Regions from separate parts of the Neogale vison genome. Here regions 1 and 3 are each linked to region 2. Evidence: chromatin contacts called from public Hi-C data. All regions are on one chromosome and are shown on one strand. The core of a region is the stretch at or near the end of the contact, and the rest is flanking DNA. Distances in the headings are between cores, read along the strand shown. Region 1 holds the start of NUP153 (nuclear pore complex protein Nup153). Region 2 holds the start of NHLRC1 (E3 ubiquitin-protein ligase NHLRC1). Region 3 holds the start of FAM8A1 (protein FAM8A1).

Region 1 (2,849 bases), core at 32-2,531, 330 kb before region 2:
AACACCCCTAAGTAGGCAAGGTGGTTCATTATTTAAGACCTCCCCTCAGGGGCGCCTGGGTGGCTCAGGTCATGATCCCAGGGTCCTGGGATCGAGCCTCGCATCGGGCTCTCTGCTCAGCGGGGAGCCTGCTTCCCTTGCTCTCTCTCTCTGCCTGCCTCTCTGCCTCCTTGTGATCCCCGTCTGTCAAATAAATAAATAAAAATATTTAAAAAAAAAAAAAAAGACCTCCTCTCCAACATTCCTGGGTGTCAAAAGTACCTAAACGTCTAGAATACGTCCCGTAAAATTAAAATATTTCGTGCATGAGATCAGGACTGGAGTCCCGGTCAACTGTACTGAATAGCCAGTTCTAGCCTCCAAAATAAGATGGGGGTGGGGGGAGGATAGAGGAAGGGAGGATAGAGTCTCGCAGCGGAGAAAAGACGTAAGGGTGGAGAGGGACTTTCAAAATGCCCCAGGGCCTAGGTAACTACAACCAGGTTACGGGGGTTTCGGGGGAAAAAAAAAATCAAAGCAGATGCTCTCAGATCGAAAGACACCGGCGGGGGAGACGCGGAATGAACAGGATGAAAACAAAGTTATTCCACTTTCTGTTTAACAGCGCCCCATCCCCACCCCCGGGCGCCTCGGAAGCGGACTGCCTAGGACAGGCCCCTCCCCACACAAACTGAAACGCGGGAGAGTAGAAAACAGCAAGCATACGAACCACCAGCCACATCTTCTCCTTTCTCCCTCGAGAGAAGGTTGAGTAATACGCTCAAACCTCCCAGTCCCCGCCAAAAACGAAAGAAATACGCATCGTAGGCCTAGAATTTCCGTTCCCGCCCTACGCCAGTCTGGGGAAGCCCCTGGCCCAGAGGCGGGGGGGCTGGGGGGGAGGGAGGCGGCCTGAACCACACGTGTGTGCCGCAAAGATGGGCCTGTCTCAGCCCACTTCCCGTCGCCACCCCAGCGGCCTGAGATCCCGCCGCCTGGCTCGGGCCTTTCCTCAGGCCCTACCGTCCGCTCCACGTGGGGCGCCAGGGCCCCTCACCGCCTGTTCCCTCCCGCTGAGTTCCCGACCCGCTGAGACGCCACCGCGTCGGGGTCCCATACCTGGTGCTGTTGTCGCCCCTGCTGGTAAGGCTTAATTGGCCCCTGGTGGCAACGCCGCGTCCGGATCTTGCCGCCACCGCCCCCTCCTATTCCTCCGGCTCCCGAGGCCATGGCGGAGCCTCCGCGGCTTCCCGCTTCGGGGCGGGTAAGGGGGCGGGAGAGGCAGAGGTGGAGGCCTTAGAGCCCCCCCCCCGCCCGGCCCCGGCCCAAAAGTCCGCCTTCGCTGCCCACACACGGGAGCACGGCCACACCAGGAGGCGCGAGGTTTCGAGCAGGAGTGAAGAGAAAATGCGCGCTGGCACCAGGGACGGCGGTGGCGGCGACAGAGGCCGAGGAGCTGGCTCCGGTCCGGCAGCCTCCCGCGGACCCCCGCCTCTGTGTATGTCACGGTCTCTATGGAGATCCCCCGCAGAGGACAGAGCGAGCCGCTCCAGGCGCTGCTTAGGCCTAACTCGACCGCCGGCTGATGGGGATTCTTCCGTCGCCCTAGCCGTAGCTGCCGCAGTTGAAGCCGCCGGCGCCGCCCGCCTACCCCTCCCCTCTGCGCACAGCGCCCGCCCCGCCGTCGTCGTCGTCCCTGCAGTCGCCGCCGCTATTGCGCCTATTGCCGCTGCTAAGGCCGCCGCCGCGGTCGCGAGCCAGAACGCCGTCACTCGTCAGCGCCCGACGCGCTTGCATCATCATACTGCGACCGAGTGATAGGCCAAGAGGAAGGGAGGGCCGGTCGAGCCCGCGCTCTCGGCGCGCGGCACGCTGGGAAGAGTAGTTCAGCGAAAGAACGCGAGTTCTCAGAAAGGAGGACGCGGAAGGAGATCCACGCACCCGCGCAGAGGCACAAAGCCAGGAGCTCCATTCTTTTCACTGCGCTTAGCGGTAAACTTAGACTTTGGAAGAGGCGTTCAACGTAAAAACTAACCTCCGTTCGCTCTGCTTCGCCATCGGTTGGTAAAACGGATAGATACTGAAATCAAAAACAGAAGCTAATATATAACAGTTTTGGTTTTTTTTTTTTTAATGGTTAAAAAACAAGGTCCGAGATCTTGAAGCCCAAAGCGGAATTAGAAAATGCATACAGTTTCATTAATGTCCCATTAACATGTAAGGGCTTTGCTGTCAGACGAGGGGATGGGATTCTGGTTCCACCACTCTCTAGCTTGACCTTGCACAAGTCAAAACTTTCTGAGACTTGGCTTTTTCCTCTCTCAAATGGGAACCATAAAATCCATGGGACAGAGCTGTTGTGCTCATTTCGGTAGAGTACTTAGTACCTGTCCTGGTAGACAAAAAATGCACTAAGTAACTACAATTATTACCCACGCAGTCAGCTCCCATTAGAGGTAAGTGGTAGGTTGCCAGTCATTAAAGTGTAAATATATTTGCTCTGAATAGAATAGAAAACATTATATTTAGGAAAGTAAGTAAGCTGGGATCAAACACTGAACCCACAAAGTACAGAGGTTGTAGGCATTGACCGTTAGAAAGGGGTTGGTGGTCTCATGGTCCTGCCTTTCCATTCAATGGACCGGAGAGGGGTTCAGAGAATTCAGGTGGCGCCTTCACGCCAGGCAGTCAAAGCCACGGCTATAACCCAATTTTTCTTTAAGAGTAGAAACAAGTTCCCAAATGAGTAGGGGCGAAAGCCTGCTGGAAAACAAAAACAAAAAACACTACACATAGGCTTAGTGTTCCATTTGAGACAATTGATTTTAAAGCTTAATAGTATCTTTGCACTCAGACTTAATTTCAGATCT
Region 2 (2,712 bases), core at 35-2,534:
ACCGATCCAAGGTTAAACAATTCATTAATGGCATTCCAGGGCTTGTGCCTGCAGACCCCAGAGCCCCCACCGCACCCCTTTACCCCCAGTCCGCCTTGTAGACTTTTATAGAATGTGCTGCACTGTCCAGCACGAGAAGAGCATTCTCCTTGGTGAAGGTCAGTGCCACCGGATGGGAAAGACCGTGGGTGATGATGGGCTTCAGGACTGGAAATTCCTCAGGTTTTCCTAAGCATAGGACAGCCTGACCAGAAGTATCAGCAACAATCACATTCCCCTGGTGATCAAAGGTAACGGCCGAGGCAGTTATTCTGGAGGGGAAAAAGAGGCTCAGCCCAAAGCTATCCACCTGGCTGATCAGCTGCATAGTCGGGCTGAACACCTTCACCGTGGTGCTGCCGACCGCGCTCCCCAGACCCAGAGGGTGCTCTAGGACAGCAATGGCCCCGGTGAGCCAAGACACGGCCACCCCGCGGGGACTGCACAGATGAACTTGCAACCTCTCTGTCCTCTGGAGGACCCCTTCGGGGAAGTCGACTTCCAGCAGGTGCAGCGAGCCTGCCTCCGCATCAGTCACCACGACGCCGTTCTGCGGGGTGGTCTCCACGCCCCAAGGTAAGGAGAACTGGCCTGCAATGACGAGCTTGATCTGGCCAAAGAAATCAAACACTTTGATAGAACGGTCGCCGGCGTCGGTGACAACCACATGGCAGTCGTTGGTGACGGTAACATCGAGCGGGTACCTAACGTCCTGGGCAGCCTCCCCCTTCTCTCCAAACTGGTGAGCACACCCGCCCCCGGAGTCAAAGATCTTGACCCGCCTCCTGCCGTCGTGCACCACCACGACCCGCCCCGTCTTGGGACACAGCGCCAGGCCCGTGGGGTTGACCAGGGTCCCCCAGCCTCCGAAAGCGCGGTGGCAGGTGAGGGCCCCGGGGGCGCAGGGCGCGGCGCGGGGGGCGGCGGGGCCTGGGCGGAGCGTCGAGCCCAGGAGCTCCAGGAGGTGAAGCACCGGCAGGCAGTCGCTGGTGTCGCAGCCCCGGCAGGCCCGGCGGCAGAAGGGGCACTCGAGGGCCAGCGTCCGCGGGTGCGCCAGGGCGGCCACGCAGGCCAGGCACACCACGTGGCCGCAGGGCAGGTTGCGCGGGCGCCGCTGCTGGCGGTGGCCGAACCTCTCAAAGCACACCTTGCACTCGAGCAGGCTGATCTCGGCCTCGCGCACGAGCTCCTGCAGCGCCGGCCCGCTCCCCGACGCCTCGGCCCCCATCGCGCGGCCGCCGGCCTTCCTCCGGCCGCCGCCAGTCCGCGGGGCAGCCGCCAGTCCGCGGGGCCGCCGCGTCCGCGCGCCGCGCTCGGTCACGGTCACGGGGCGGGGCGGGGCGGGGCGGGGCGCGGCGCCGGTGCTGACGTCGCGGCTTCAGCGCGCAGCCGCGGGGCGGCGCGGCCTGCTGACCCCTGGTGGGCACGCGCGGTACTGACGCGGGAGGGCCCGGGCGTGGACGCCTGCGAGCTGTATCCACGCGACATCGCGACAGTGTGGGCGGGTCGTCTCCGCTGAACGCGCGAGGAAGCGCAGCTGTTGGAGGAGCTCGCGGGGCTTGTTCCCGATTACCCAGGCTGCACGTGGCAGAGCAGGAGCTAGAACACGGTGTTCCGGTGGTGGTACCCTGCCGTCGTTTCCAGCCCGTGGCGCTGGGTGCTGGGTGCTGGGTGCTGAGTGCTGAGTGCTAGGACGTGCCAGGCACAAAGCGCGGTCTCACAGCTCATGACCCTTAGGATCTAACTGGGAAACGCAGACCCGTGGGGGGGAAAACCGAGGGGGTGAGGCAGGTGTGCCTGTTGCCTTCATCACACCTGCAGTAAAGTAGCTGCTTCATGAATACTCGTAAAAATGAACTCGTGTAGGGGCGCCTGGGTGGCTCAGTGGGTTAAAGCCTCTGCCTTCGGCTCAGGTCATGATCTCAGGGTCGTAGGATCGAGCCCCACATCGGGCTCTCTGCTCTGCGGGGAACCTGCTTCCCCCAGCCCCCGTCTGCCTCTGCCTCCTTGTGATCTCTGTCAAATAAATAAAAAATTTTTAAAAAAATGAATTCGCGAATGAACAAAGCCATGATAAAGGACCATGGAAGACGCGGTCTGGGTGAATGAGTGTCCTATGGGGGAGCCATGGCTGGGAAAGTCAGCCAGAGGAGTGTGAAGTGAGAACGCTGGCGATCATAATTGCTGCAGCACTTCATAATCCGTACCTGCCTCCTTTTAAGTGGTTGACATGGATTAGCTTACTTAAAGCTCAGGACAATCCTATAAAGGACTTATTATTTCCCTCACCCCTTTTCTAGTGTAGAGTTCACCGAGTTAAGTATCTGGCCGGGGGTCACCTGGCCAGGAAGGGACTGGGCTGGGATTTGAAGCCCGGCGGCTTGCAGAGCCCACCCTCGTCTCTATCCCAGAGGTTCTCAGACTTGGTAAACTTGGCACGTGGTGAATTCCTGGGCCTCTCTGGAGGTTTCGCTGGTGCAGCGTACGGCCTGGGCAGCTGGAATTCGTTAAGGCTCCCCCAGGGTGATTCTAATGTGCGGCTAAGTTTGAAAACCACTCACTGCAGCTCCTTCCAGTAAGCACCAGAAGCTGGTTCCTCCAGCTTCAGGCAAGGCTGAAAACAGAGACCCTGTACCATATGCTTGAAGGTATGCAAACAGGAGATAACATGAG
Region 3 (3,097 bases), core at 187-2,686, 420 kb before region 2:
TGTTTTTGGACTCTGGGCTCCAAATCTTTACTTGTTCTGCAATAATGGGGCTGAACTCTGTAAATACTCCTTCCATGCCAGTTGGTCAGATGTTAGGTTTGGTTAGTAGAAGGCACTGGAGAGCCACGGGGGAGGAAGAGGCTTCCCCTTCCGGTTTTCATGTGCTAACCTCCTTGGGCTCCCACAGAAGGCAGGGTTCCTTCCGGTACTGCCGGGGGGGCCAACACGCAGCAGCTGCCCAGGCCACCCCCTCTCTTGGATGGCTTCAGAGTGGCAAGCTGCTGGCCAAGTGCCTTCCAGAGAAACCACTTACAGGAAGGCGCTCTCTCTGGACCGTGGGAGATTTCTAAGAAGTCCCACTGAGGCCCCACTTCTGTGAGCTTGTGTCCAGCAGTGAGCCCCAGTCATGCGCTCCCCAACAAGGTCCAGACCTCAGCCCCAGGGTGGGGGTGAGGAGCCCTTCCTCGGGCATTCAGTTTCGGTGCTGGGAGTGGTGGCTGCTCCCCAGATCTACTGCTCCTACGTGGTAGGACTTCTCTTGGCTTCTTACCCTCCAACTTCCCTTCACTCCAATTCCATTAATAATGCTTTATAGCAAACGTTCTCCATTCCGATTACTCTGTGGTTTCTGTCACTTGAACGCACCCTGACTGAAACACACCCTCATTTAGTCTTAGAGCTACACGTAATTAAAGATTTAATGTTCATCACTGTCCTTCTGCCTTTGTCTGTTTTTATTGCCTGTTTTTATACTTGAAAATCAGTTTTGTTGAATATAAAGTCCTCAGTTCCTGTTTTCTTTCTTTGAATATTTTAAATGCTTTACCATTTTCTCCTCTTATGAAGTGGTAATGTTGAAGTCCTAGGATAATCCAGTTTGCTTTCTCTTTCTCTAATAAATGTTGGCCTTAGAGGCACCTGGGTAGCTCAGTCGGTTTAGCGCCTGCCTTGCGTCACCGTCTTGAGCACACACGGCCAAGGCTGATTACTGGAAAGAATGCAGGCGGAGTAAGCAACAAGCCCTGTGCCTGGAGACCCGCAGTCGCGGCTCGTCACCGAAACCTGGGACCCCAGACCTCCCTCGGAAATCCTGCTCCTCCCTCCGCAATTCCTCCTGGGACAGCCTGAGTCCACCTCCCAGGGGATGATGTGGGGAAGCCACGGGCCTTAGACTTCATGAAGACCGCGAGAGCTGGCGAGGGAGCGGACAACCTGGTCCGAACAACCGAGGAGCCAATAGCGCCTGTCAGCTGAGACGCCCGCCGCCGGACGCCCGCGTAGCTGCACGTAGCCCCTCCTCCACGCCCTCCCTCCCCGGCTCCGCCCAGCGGCCTGCGACGCCGGGGAGAGGCGGGGTTTCCGCTTCCGGTGGCGGATTGTTGACGCTTGCGGCTGCTGCGGTGGCGACCCGGCCGTTGGGGAGGGGCTAGTGGGGGAGGGAGACGGCGCAGTGACAGGACCGCCGAAGGTGCTGCTGAGGCGACGATGGCAGAGGGGCCGGAGGAAGCCCGAGGCCGCCCTCCTGGGCAGGACGACGGCGGAGGAGACCCCGAGCCCGTCCCTTCCCTGAGAGGCTCTCCTGCCGCCGCCGCCCCACGGCCCCGGGACGGGCCGCAGGCCGAACCCCAGGCCCCGGGCAGGCCCCCTGTCCCGGGCCTCGCGCCCGCCGCGGGCACCACTGAGGAGTCGCAGCCGCTGCGCGAGCCCGGGAAGTGCGGGGAGGCGGCCCCGGGCCCTCGCGCGGGGCTGCAGGAGCCGGCAGGCCGCGAGGTGCCCGAGGCCGCCGCGCCGCGAGAGAGGCCGGCGCGGCTGAGCGCCCGCGAGTATTCCCGGCAGGTGCACGAGTGGCTGTGGCAGTCCTACTGCGGCTACCTCACCTGGCACAGCGGCCTGGCCGCCTTCCCCGCCTACTGCAGCCCCCAGCCGCCCCCGCCGAGCTACCCCTCGGGCGGTGGCGCCGCCGTCCCCCAGGCCGCGGCGCCACCGCCCCTCCAGCTGGGCTATTACAACCCCTTCTACTTCCTGAGCGCCGCAGCCGCAGGGCCTGACCCGAGCGCGGCTACCGGCATCACCGCCGCTGCTCCGGCCGCGGGCCTGGGAGCCCGGGCTCCGCACGGGCAGGGACCCGTCCGGACAGCCCCAGTGACCAGAGTGGGATCCGGCGCCCCTTCGCGAAGCCCGAGCGAGACCGGGCGGCAGGCAGGTGAGAGGCGGGGCGGGGCGGAGCGAAAGGGTCTTAGGGGAGCTCTCCGGAGGGTAGAGCGGCCGCGCTTTCGACTTCCATGACTGCTGCTGCCGCTCTGGTTGGTGTTTCTCTGCGTTCTGCAGCTGTCGTCCGCCCAGGCTGGAAGTTCCTGAAGTGTGCGGCGAGGCTGTACGGTTTCTTTTTCCTTTAGACCTGGTCCTCCGACCTGATTCCCTTATTCCTGGGACTAGTCGTCTCCACGTGTAAGGAGATAACTGTGCTCAGGGGACTAGCCGCTTGATCTCTGTGCTGTGGAGACCGAGCTCCCACTCTGAGGGCAGGGGCAGGGTCGGGGGGTGCGGGTAGTGCTGGGAATAATCCAGACGTGGATTTATTATGTATGATGCGGTCTATGATGATAAATGGTAGTATCGGTGTCATTGGTAGGGGAATTAAGGAAGCTGACGGATATGAAAGGAGATTTCCATGAATGCAGACGGAGTTACGAACCTTTGAGCCCTACCTGATGTTCTTTGTAATATTGTCTGTTTACTTCTGTATGGGAATTAGAACACTAGTTACACTTTTTAGATTATTAGTTAGACGTTCTGTTTACCTTGTTCAGCCATATATATGAGACAAGATCTAGTTTTCCTGAATTTGATCCCACTCAGAACTTGCGATGTCAACTGATAATCATTGGATTTATTACCCAGAAAAGCAAGACAATCTAAATGAAGAGGGGGTAGAATGAGGAACGCGGGTGTTTACTTTGTAATTGTCTATACTTAACTTGGGGTTCTTACTAAAAAATGTTTAATTTTGTGTCACAGGCTTGGTGATCACCAGGGTATGCTTTTGAGTCCCTAGTGAAATGTATTGAGTGCCTTAAATAACTTAGTATCTGTGAAA

What was found. Hi-C and Micro-C count contacts between places; a contact is called where the count stands out from the background.
Region 1: a Hi-C map of fibroblasts shows a contact between it and region 2, with 7 times the contacts expected there. The contact joins the promoter of NUP153 here to the promoter of NHLRC1 in region 2. A contact is called at or near these places in 2 of 3 Hi-C or Micro-C datasets (fibroblasts and muscle).
Region 3: a Hi-C map of muscle shows a contact between it and region 2, with 8 times the contacts expected there. The contact joins the promoter of FAM8A1 here to the promoter of NHLRC1 in region 2. A contact is called at or near these places in 2 of 3 Hi-C or Micro-C datasets (fibroblasts and muscle).

Annotation. Positions count from the first base shown.
Region 1 is chr1:140,009,944-140,012,792 of ASM_NN_V1, forward strand. NUP153 (nuclear pore complex protein Nup153) reads right to left here and starts at 1,282. Exons shown (of 21, transcript XM_044259434.1): 1 at 1,099-1,282. The coding sequence starts at 1,209.
Region 2 is chr1:140,343,461-140,346,172 of ASM_NN_V1, forward strand. It overlaps NHLRC1 (E3 ubiquitin-protein ligase NHLRC1), which reads right to left and starts at 1,285. Exons shown (of 1, transcript XM_044238636.1): 1 at 1-1,285. The coding sequence starts at 1,267. The coding sequence ends at 80.
Region 3 is chr1:139,924,050-139,927,146 of ASM_NN_V1, forward strand. FAM8A1 (protein FAM8A1) reads left to right here and starts at 1,437. Exons shown (of 5, transcript XM_044259453.1): 1 at 1,437-2,203. The coding sequence starts at 1,486.